Linked DNA regions of Ovis aries: all the other regions are linked to region 3. The links are chromatin contacts, called in public Hi-C maps. All regions are on one chromosome and are shown on one strand. Each heading gives the region's core, a stretch centred on a gene start, on an enhancer-like site or on the middle of the called end of the contact. The rest is flanking DNA. Distances are from core to core; before and after follow the strand shown. Region 1 has its middle 61 kb from the start of CREB1. Region 2 has its middle 27 kb from the start of FASTKD2. Region 3 holds the start of KLF7 (KLF transcription factor 7).

Evidence for each region. A called contact is a pair of places that touch in the nucleus more often than the background predicts.
Region 1: a contact with region 3 is called in a Hi-C map of tail adipose tissue, with 5 times the contacts expected there. The contact joins the enhancer-like site here to the promoter of KLF7 in region 3. A contact is called at or near these places in 6 of 16 Hi-C or Micro-C datasets (hypothalamus, muscle, omental adipose tissue and 2 more).
Region 2: a contact with region 3 is called in a Hi-C map of omental adipose tissue, with 2.0 times the contacts expected there. The contact joins the enhancer-like site here to the promoter of KLF7 in region 3. A contact is called at or near these places in 3 of 16 Hi-C or Micro-C datasets (omental adipose tissue, skin fibroblasts and tail adipose tissue).

What each region holds. Positions count from the first base shown.
Region 1 is chr2:209,577,736-209,580,586 of ARS-UI_Ramb_v3.0, reverse strand. No RefSeq gene overlaps it. Among named protein-coding and RNA genes, the nearest start is that of CREB1, 61 kb to the left of the region's middle. Within about 2 kb of position 1,441, at least 18 of the 54 cell types and tissues checked have an H3K27ac peak or open chromatin away from gene starts, as enhancers often do. A contact at or near this core is called in hypothalamus and tail adipose tissue, where this site is marked.
Region 2 is chr2:208,885,877-208,888,671 of ARS-UI_Ramb_v3.0, reverse strand. No RefSeq gene overlaps it. Among named protein-coding and RNA genes, the nearest start is that of FASTKD2, 27 kb to the right of the region's middle. Within about 2 kb of position 1,286, at least 3 of the 54 cell types and tissues checked have an H3K27ac peak or open chromatin away from gene starts, as enhancers often do.
Region 3 is chr2:209,258,076-209,261,044 of ARS-UI_Ramb_v3.0, reverse strand. KLF7 (KLF transcription factor 7) reads left to right here and starts at 1,669. Exons shown (of 3, transcript XM_060410296.1): 1 at 1,669-2,169. The coding sequence starts at 2,068.

The DNA.
Region 1 (2,851 bases), core at 192-2,691, 320 kb before region 3:
AAGTCTGGAGTGATCACGTGAAATTTCTCACTGATCCAGCTTCATTCACACATATTACTGGCTTGGCTTTTGGATGCTCTGGTTGATGTCCTTCCCTTGGTCCTCCCATCTCCCACTGTCTATTCATTATCATTCAATGATATTAAAAACTGCCAGCAAGAACAGATGAAGGGAAGGAAACTCTGTTTTCCCCCACGTTGCAGAAGATGATTTTGCTTAGTCCTAACAGCACTGTCTGAGTCTGTTATCTGAGCAATCTGAAACCCTTAGCGCTGCAATTTAATCTAATTTGTTTCTTTTGTCAGATTTCATTTTGAGGTAGAAGCCTTTGAGAGACTAGGAAAGGGCATTTCCTATGGGAAATTTGGTTTCATTCATTCCTAGGTGGCAGGTTGGGAGGGGGATGGGGTCAGAACTGTCAAACAGGGGAGGACATCTGGGGTCTGATGGTAGAACAAAAAGTCCCGAGGGACAGACAGAGGACAGTCACGCTGTGGCATCCTTTCTTTTTCCTCCCTCCACCCCTACATGCCAGGGTTTTCTTATTTTTAGTTTTAATCTTGGGAAAAATGACTGATTTCTAAAATGAGGTTTAAAAGGTTATTTCTTCACAGCAGGAGGCTAGGGTGAAGTTTTGCTCTCCCCAGGAACCCATGGGGGAATTTAGCCATCCTCTCCTCTGATTTCTAAAACTGTACTAAGTTATCAAAGAAAGCCACGGCTCATTTATCCAGCCCTTTGCAGTTAAACATACAGGGACGGGTGCGTATGTTGGAATAGCTCTCGGGGTGGCAGCAGACACTCAGAATGGTGTTTCCACTGAACAATGCATTTCAGCTCATTGAAAAACACAGCACATCGAAGGGCTGCGGCGAGAACACTTTTCAGACTATAAATCGGGGCTGGAGGAGTTGCTTAATTAAATCAGTCCTGAGGTTACAGGAAGGAAAAGCAAACCTCTCCCTCCCAGAGTTGACCCGTTTCAGGTTACATGGCAGCTGGAGAACTTGGAAATGTGTTAGTAGGACTAACATCAATACACCAGAACGAAGCACTTCCCTGTCCAGCTGACGGGCGAGAAATCGCATGTAGAGACAGATGACGGCTCTGACTTTCCAACTTCATTCTGTGGGCAGGAAACACACATGAAGATGGCCAGAGAGGCTGAATCGCTGTTCCAGATTACAGTGCCAGGGACAGACTCTTTTTTTTAAACAGGACTTATTTCTGCAGAATCCTGTTACCCACCAGCAGGCACTTGGGAAACCTCAAAGTCGATCCTGTCTCAGAACTCTGTTTTGAAATGGTAAATCTTTCATTAAAACCTACCAGTTTATGAATTAGGAAACCTGGTCAGAATTTGAGATCCTAGACCCATGGAGTGTGCCACAAAGGAGAGCCCGTCCACACAGAAGGGACAATGAGCAGATGGTTAGTGGGGCTGTGGTACTGAGGATGTAACCAGCTCAGCAGGGCGCCCGCAAGCCCAGTGGGTCCCTGCTTTCTCACTAAACTCTCTCTGAGGTTCATCTGCTAAGTGATCATTGTTCTTCTTCCATGGCCTCCTCTCTCCACATCTCCCCAAACTTAAGACAGGCTCACAAGTCTAAAAAGAAAAAGAGCAGGATGTAAATGTGAAGCCACAGCATTTCGTTTTAGCCAGCAGACAAGAAGGCAGAAGACATAACTAATTCAGTCTAGGCAATCAGTGCAGGACTCAGTGGTATGCCCAGTCTGGAGCACACGGGCTCTGGTGATGAGTGTCATGTGTGAGGGGAATAAAGCTTTTTTCCACCCTCATAGTGTTCCTGCTGGGTCTGAAAATTAAACCGATGCAAAGACTGATGAACAGGAGAAAAGCGTACACATTTATTTGTTTTCTGTGACACGAGAGTCTCCATAAGGAAGTGCTACTGCTAAGTCGCTTCAGTCATGTCCAACTCTGTGCGGCCCCATAGATGGCAGCCCACCAGGCTCCACGGTCCCCGGGATTCTCCAGGCAAGAACACTGGAGTGCGTTGCCATTTCCTTCTCCAATGCATGAAAGTGAAAAGTGAAAGTGAAGTCGCTCAGTCGTGTCTGACTCTTAGCCACCCCATGGACTGCAGCCCACCAGACTCCTCCATCCATGGGATTTTCCAGGCAAGAGTACTGGAGTGGGGTGCCATTGCCTTCTCCAATAAGGAAGTGAGGACCCCCCAAAAATGGTTAAAACTGAGCATTTCTTAAAATAATTTATTCTTTATTTATTTTTGGTGGCACTGGGTCTTTGTTGCTGCTTGTGGGCTTTCTTTAGTTGCAGTGAGCAGGGGTTCCTCTCTAGTTGCGGTATGTGAGGTTTTCATTGCGGTGGTTTCTCTTGTGGTGGGACGCAGGCCCTAGGGCCCGTGGGCTTGTGGGCTTCAGTAGTGGGGTTCAGTAGAGCACAGGCTCTGTATTTGTGGTGCCAGGGCTTAATTGCTCAGTGGCATGTGGAATCTTCCCGGACCAGGGATGGAACGGGTGCCCCTGAATTGGTAGATGGATTCTTAACCGTTGCACCACCAGGGAAGTCCCAAACAGAGTGCTTTTATAGCAGATTGGATGAAGAGAGATGGGACGGAGAGATATGATGAGGTGAGGGCTTCCCAGGTGACGCTGGTAGTAAAGAACCGCCTGCCAATACAGGAGACATAAGAGACAGGGGTTTGATCCTGGGGTCAGGAAGATCCCCTGGAGTAGGGCATGGCAACCCACTCCAGTATTCTTGCTGGAGAATCCCATGGACAGAGGAGCCTGGCAAGCTATAGCCCATAGGGTTGCAAAGAGTCAGACACAACTGACTTAGCAGAGCACACATGATTAGGTGAAG
Region 2 (2,795 bases), core at 37-2,536, 370 kb after region 3:
GTTTTGGATCAGAAGGACTCAGGCTACAGATCTAGGTCTGTCTTTTTTCTAATTGTGCACTCCTGGGAAACCCATTTAAAGCTTAAAGCCCCTGAGCATCAGTTTCCTCATCTATAACATTAATATTAATGTTTATCAGCAGCTGCCAAAGAAACTGTGATAAGGATGAATGAGATTATGAGTATGAAATGCTAGTACAGCGCCTGGCACAGAGTAGGTGCTTAATAAATGCCATTTCTATTGTCACCTAGTCACCCACTCTCAATTCATCAAATTTATCCTCTGTGGTTTTTTGTTATTTCCAAAAATTAAGTCTACAGTAGAATATGAGGACACATAAAATATAATATAGTAACATGTACTTAATTTAAAAATAAATGACTAAAGATTTTCTTAGGAAAAATGATAGATGATTGATAGATGATAGAGACAAAGATATATAATGTTTTTTGGTGATTGTACTTATTTTTAAAATTTCATTATTAGAATATAATTACAATGTTGTGTTAGTTTCTGCTGTACAACAAAGTGAAACAGTTATATACATACATATATCCCCTCCCTTTTGAGCATCTCTCCCACCCCCCACCCCCATCCCACCCCTCTGGGTCATCATATAACACCAAGCTGAGCTCCGTGTGCTGTACAGCAGCTTCCCACTAGCTATCTAATGTAAACATGTACATATGTAAGTGTATACATATATACATGTATATATTTACACGTGTATATACATATAATGTATGTGTGTCAGCGCTCAGTGATATATAATCTTTAGGATACGGAAATGCTCTAGAAATACAAAACCAATATTTAAAACAGTTTGACACTCAAGAGAATAACAAGTTTCTGGCGGGGGGAGGGGGGGAGCAGGAAACAACATCTTGATACAAAAGGTAGAAGCAACCCAAGTGTTCAAGGATGGAGGAGTAAACAAAATGTGGTGTATATATCCAATATTGTGTATATATACAAGAGGATAGCATGTATCCTTAAAAAGGAAGGATATTCTGATACATACTGTAGTGAGGATGAACACGGTGGATATTACGCTAAATGAAATAAGCCACCACACAAAAGGACAAACGCCGTATCATTCCATTCATATGAGGTATGCATCAGATTCATAGAGACAGAGAGTGGAGATTGCTGGGAGCCAAAGAAAAGGGGTGGGAGTTACAGCTGAACAGGGGCAGTTTCAGTTTTACAAGCTGAACGGCATTCTAGAGATGGATGGTGGTGACGGCTGCACAATAAATAAGCAGACTTACTGACTGCTCTTGTGCTGTACACTTTAAAATGGCCAAGAGAGATGGCAGATTTTGTATATTTTACACAATTTCTTAAAAACTTAAAAACCTAGATTGATATCAAAATCACAGTGGAGGTGAAATTGAGAAAAGTCTTGTTTTCTGTTTGTTGTTGCTCCGTCGTGTCCAATTCATTGTGATCCTTTGGACTGTAGCCCACCAGGCTTCCCCCCCCATGGGATTTTTCAGGCAAGAATACCGGAGTGGATTGCCATTTCCTCCTCCACATCTCCTGCCTCTCTCGCATTGCAGGCAGATTCTTTCCTGCTGAGCCATTGGGGAACTGTCTTGCTTGGTTTGTTTTTCTAGGACAAAGAGTGCCATGTGAGATTCTGTGGCTTAGGAAAGCATATGGTGCAACCTTTTAAAAATGATCGAGTAAGTTCTCAAAAGGGTGACCTTCTTTGGTTGCCTCTGCTTTTCTTTTTAAAGCGTCGTGTTTACCCAAGATATATTGTTGGGCAAGATAGGAGGTTAAGACTAGAATACTTGTTCTGATTTTACTACCTCAGCCCAGGAGAGTGCTTTGAGAAGAATGGCTGTGGATCAGAGCACACCCTAAGGAAAACTTGGAGCAAGTGGTATCTGCAATCTTAAAATGCAAGGGTCTGTGCAGAGTTCAGCATGGCAGGGATGGGGGAGGGTGCCCGTGCAGCTGAATACAGGGCAGGTGCATCAGGGGCACAGCCTGTGGATTGCTCTGCGTGGGACGGTTTTCACTATGGCCTACAGCAGCAGTGGAGGCTACTTCATGTGAACCTCAAGCTGGAGAAGAGGGCATTGCCCCTCCCTTTCAATTATCTTCAGCTGACTTTCTTCAAGACTAGCATTTAACATGGTAGATGAAATATGTTTCAATGAATGTGACATTGAAGCAATTCAAAGATCTCAAAATATGATAGCATTGGCTTATTGTCTAACTTAAAAGCTGTGACAAGATGAAAGCCTCCCTTCACTGCATTTTTTTTTTTAGTAAAAATATGAACAAATTTCCCAAGACAATTAGGCAAAAGTTTGAGGCTATTCTTCTTTCTCTCTTTCTACACTAGGATTGAGGGTCCTAGTGTAGAGAAACTGCCCAAGATGGAACTGGCAGGGTTGCAAAATGGGGAAGTATGGGGAAAATTGGGTAGAAGGAGAAAAAAGTAGAAAACAAAGTCAAGTTGGCTGATTTTGCCATTCATCTGCCAGTGAAATTTTATTGCTGCCTGGAGGAACCTCCTGAGGGTGACGCACATGTAAAACCAGTTGACAGTATATGTGGATATTCCTAGTGGGTCTTAGTTACATGATATATGTCTGTTACCTTGAGTGAAACTTTTCAGGGCAAAATTCAGAAAGTGTTAAAAAATGGTATCCTATTATGTGTGTGTACATACACCAAATGCATTATATATACTATATGAATACTATATGTGTATGTATATAAAATATATATATATATACTATAATATATATTACAGTGTCTTTATCAGTGTTCAGTTG
Region 3 (2,969 bases), core at 420-2,919:
TCCTCAATTCAATAATTCCTGTTTAATTTCCCCTGGCAAATATTGAATTTCAAATTGTGTTTGTCCTATAAAGTAGAATCTTTCAAATATTGTGATGCGGAGATCCACATTGTCAGAAGGAGAGAGTTGAGAAGGGCGATTAACATGGATGTGTTTCTTCTATTATGAGCTGAATTAGGTTTCTCATTTCTGAATAAGTACCAAATTCTGCAATCATTCCAAAAGTGGAAGTTCAGCTCACAGTGCATTTTGGGGAAGCTTAAGCCACACTAACCATTTAAGGTCAAGCAAAGAACTGGTCAACCCCAGCAGCTGGCATAGCGCAGGGCTTTCAGCTGAGATAATAGGGTCTAGATCTATACATCTCTATACGTTAGGTGTATCGAAAACACACTCTGGGTCCTCCTCTCACCACCGCAGCTTGGCTGACACTTTATCTCCAAGTCACAAGAGGGGCCTCACGTTTTAAGACCCCAAACAAGTTGCCTGCTTCTGCCAGCACCTCACGTCTACCCGGATTCCCTCTATTGTCTTTAACAGACAATTCTTCTAATACGTCCCCTTCCAATTAACTCTAACTGGCACTCCGACCCTCGCCGGTCCCCAGAGCCGGGTCAGAGGGCTGGGGAGGGGGTGGGGGGCGCGGCGGCGCGCTCCGCGGCGCCGGCGGGCTGGAGGCGGGGCCTGCGCGCGGGGCGGGCCCCGGGCCGCTGTCTGCGCCCCGCTCCCCTTTGTTCTGCTCCATTGTGTGGCACTTCCTCCTCCGGCGCTTCTTCTCTGCACTCTGGTAGCCGGTGGGGAATTCGTGAAGGGGTTTTGGTGACTTTTTCTTTCCCCCCGCCTCCGGTTTATTTTTTAGGAAGTGTGGAACTCTTCTGCGCTGCCCCTCCCTCGCGGTTCCCCGCCTCCGGGCCTGGGAGGGAGGCGGAGTGGGAAGTGGCTGGCCCTCTTCCCCACGCCGGCTTCCTCGTCCTCCCACCTTGCTCTTCCTCCAGGAGGCATCCTAACCCCGCATTCTGGACTTTCACCTCCTGACCGGCCGCATCCGAGCCCGAATGGTTATACGCGACCCTCTCCCTTCTGAGGGGCGCCGGCTCCGGCCGCCCGGGGCTCCATCTGGCACCAAAGCGAAGGTCGAAGGCCGGAGTGCGGCCCGAACCCAGCCGCCTCGGCGTCCCGGGAGCCGGCGAGAGTGTCGCCGCGACCCTCCCCGTCCCTCGCGCTCACGCTACCGGGCCGCGGTGCGGCCGCCTCAACCCCCTTATATAGCCCTCTAAAAATAGCTCGCCTCGCACCGCCTTGTAAGGCAGCGGGGAGATTCGCAGCTCGCCAATCGGCGCCCGCCGCCAGGGCCGAGCCCCGCCTCAGGTCCCGCTCCGCGCTCCCCATTGGTCCTGAGTGACTTCATGAGCCCCCTATTTACCTTACATGGTCACACGCGGCCTAATGGACGCCCTCCTCCGAGATCCCACGGCTGCGCGGAGAGCGGGGCGGAGGGAGGGAGTTTGGGGAGGGGGAAGAGCAGGAGGAGGAGAAAAGGAGGAGGAGGGGGAGAGACTACAAACTAGCAAGGATGGGGTGGGGGGTGGGGAGGGAAGGAAAGGGGGGGGAGAGAAGCGATCGCGAGAAAAAAAAAAATGCAACCTCCCAAAATAAAGAGCAAAGATTGCATTAGGAGCGAACAGCGCTGCAGAAATAGATGGCAGCTTCGTATCAGTGAGTTTGCATCCCCCTTCCTGATCCACGAGCTGGAGTGATTAGAGCCCTGGAAGGGAATTGTTACTCCCGTGGAGAAGTCCCCTTTTCCTGGCAGCCGTCTGCACTGTACACGCTGGATGCTTCTCTCCATCCACCCCACTCAGTCTCTCCTCTCTCACCTCCTCTCTCCCTCTCTCCTGCATTGATTTTTTTTTTTTTTTTCCTTTTTAGTTGACTGAAACAAAACAAAACAAAAGGGCCACTGGATGTCTGCCTTCTTGGGGGGTGAGCCAGACAGACTGACAAACAAACAGACCCAACTGTGTTCGGGGGAGGGTTTCTCCTCCCGTTTTGCCCGGCAGCAGCAACATGGACGTGTTGGCTAGTTATAGTATATTCCAGGAGCTACAACTTGTCCACGACACCGGCTACTTCTCAGCTTTGCCATCCCTGGAGGAGACCTGGCAGCAGGTGAATGATTTAAATTACTTGTGTAAATCGTGTGGTGGCGGCGGACTCGCAGGGGCTGCGTTGGTGTGGGCTTGGGGTTGAATTTTTTTGTTTGTTTGTTTAATTTTTTACCCCCTTTTTGGCTGTTTGTTGTTGAAAATGTTTTCGGAAACAGTCATATGCTTACCTCTCCACCCACCCCCTAACCCCGTATAGTGTGCAGAGCTGAGCAGCCGGTCCGAGCTGCCTGCGTTTCAGTCACCAACACACATCCTTGTGCACATTTTGTTGGGCTCACAGTCCTCCAGCAGAGACCTGCCTAACTTCTGGGGTTCAGGAGGAGCCGGGTGGGAAGGTGGTTTGGGGCTTAACGAGCCATCGCAGACAGCTGCCGCGTCCCTACATGCACTAGCTGTACCTACTTGGTACCTTAAATCAGGTTCATCTCTTTCAACTGGTGCTGACGGCCGTCAGATGCGAGGGGGTGGGGGGTGGTAAGAGCAAAGCGGGGTGTTTTCCTAGTAATTAGCGAGTGTCAATAAAGAATAGGAACTTGATTTTAAGATTAGAAGGTGGGCAGGAGGACGAAGAACCCAGTTATAAAAGGTACTCAAGGATATCTTGGAAGAGGACGGGAAGATATATCTATCTAATGCTGACCATGCATTTTTAGGTTTCCCCAGTGCAATATCCGCGGAAAGAGATCACTCTCTGCCTGTGTCCTTGCTTCCCTCTTTCGTTTGGTGTCCCTCTCCACTCAGCACAACCTCCGACAAAGGGTGGTGTGTGCTTCCATGCCTCTGACTTTGTCTTAGAGGACT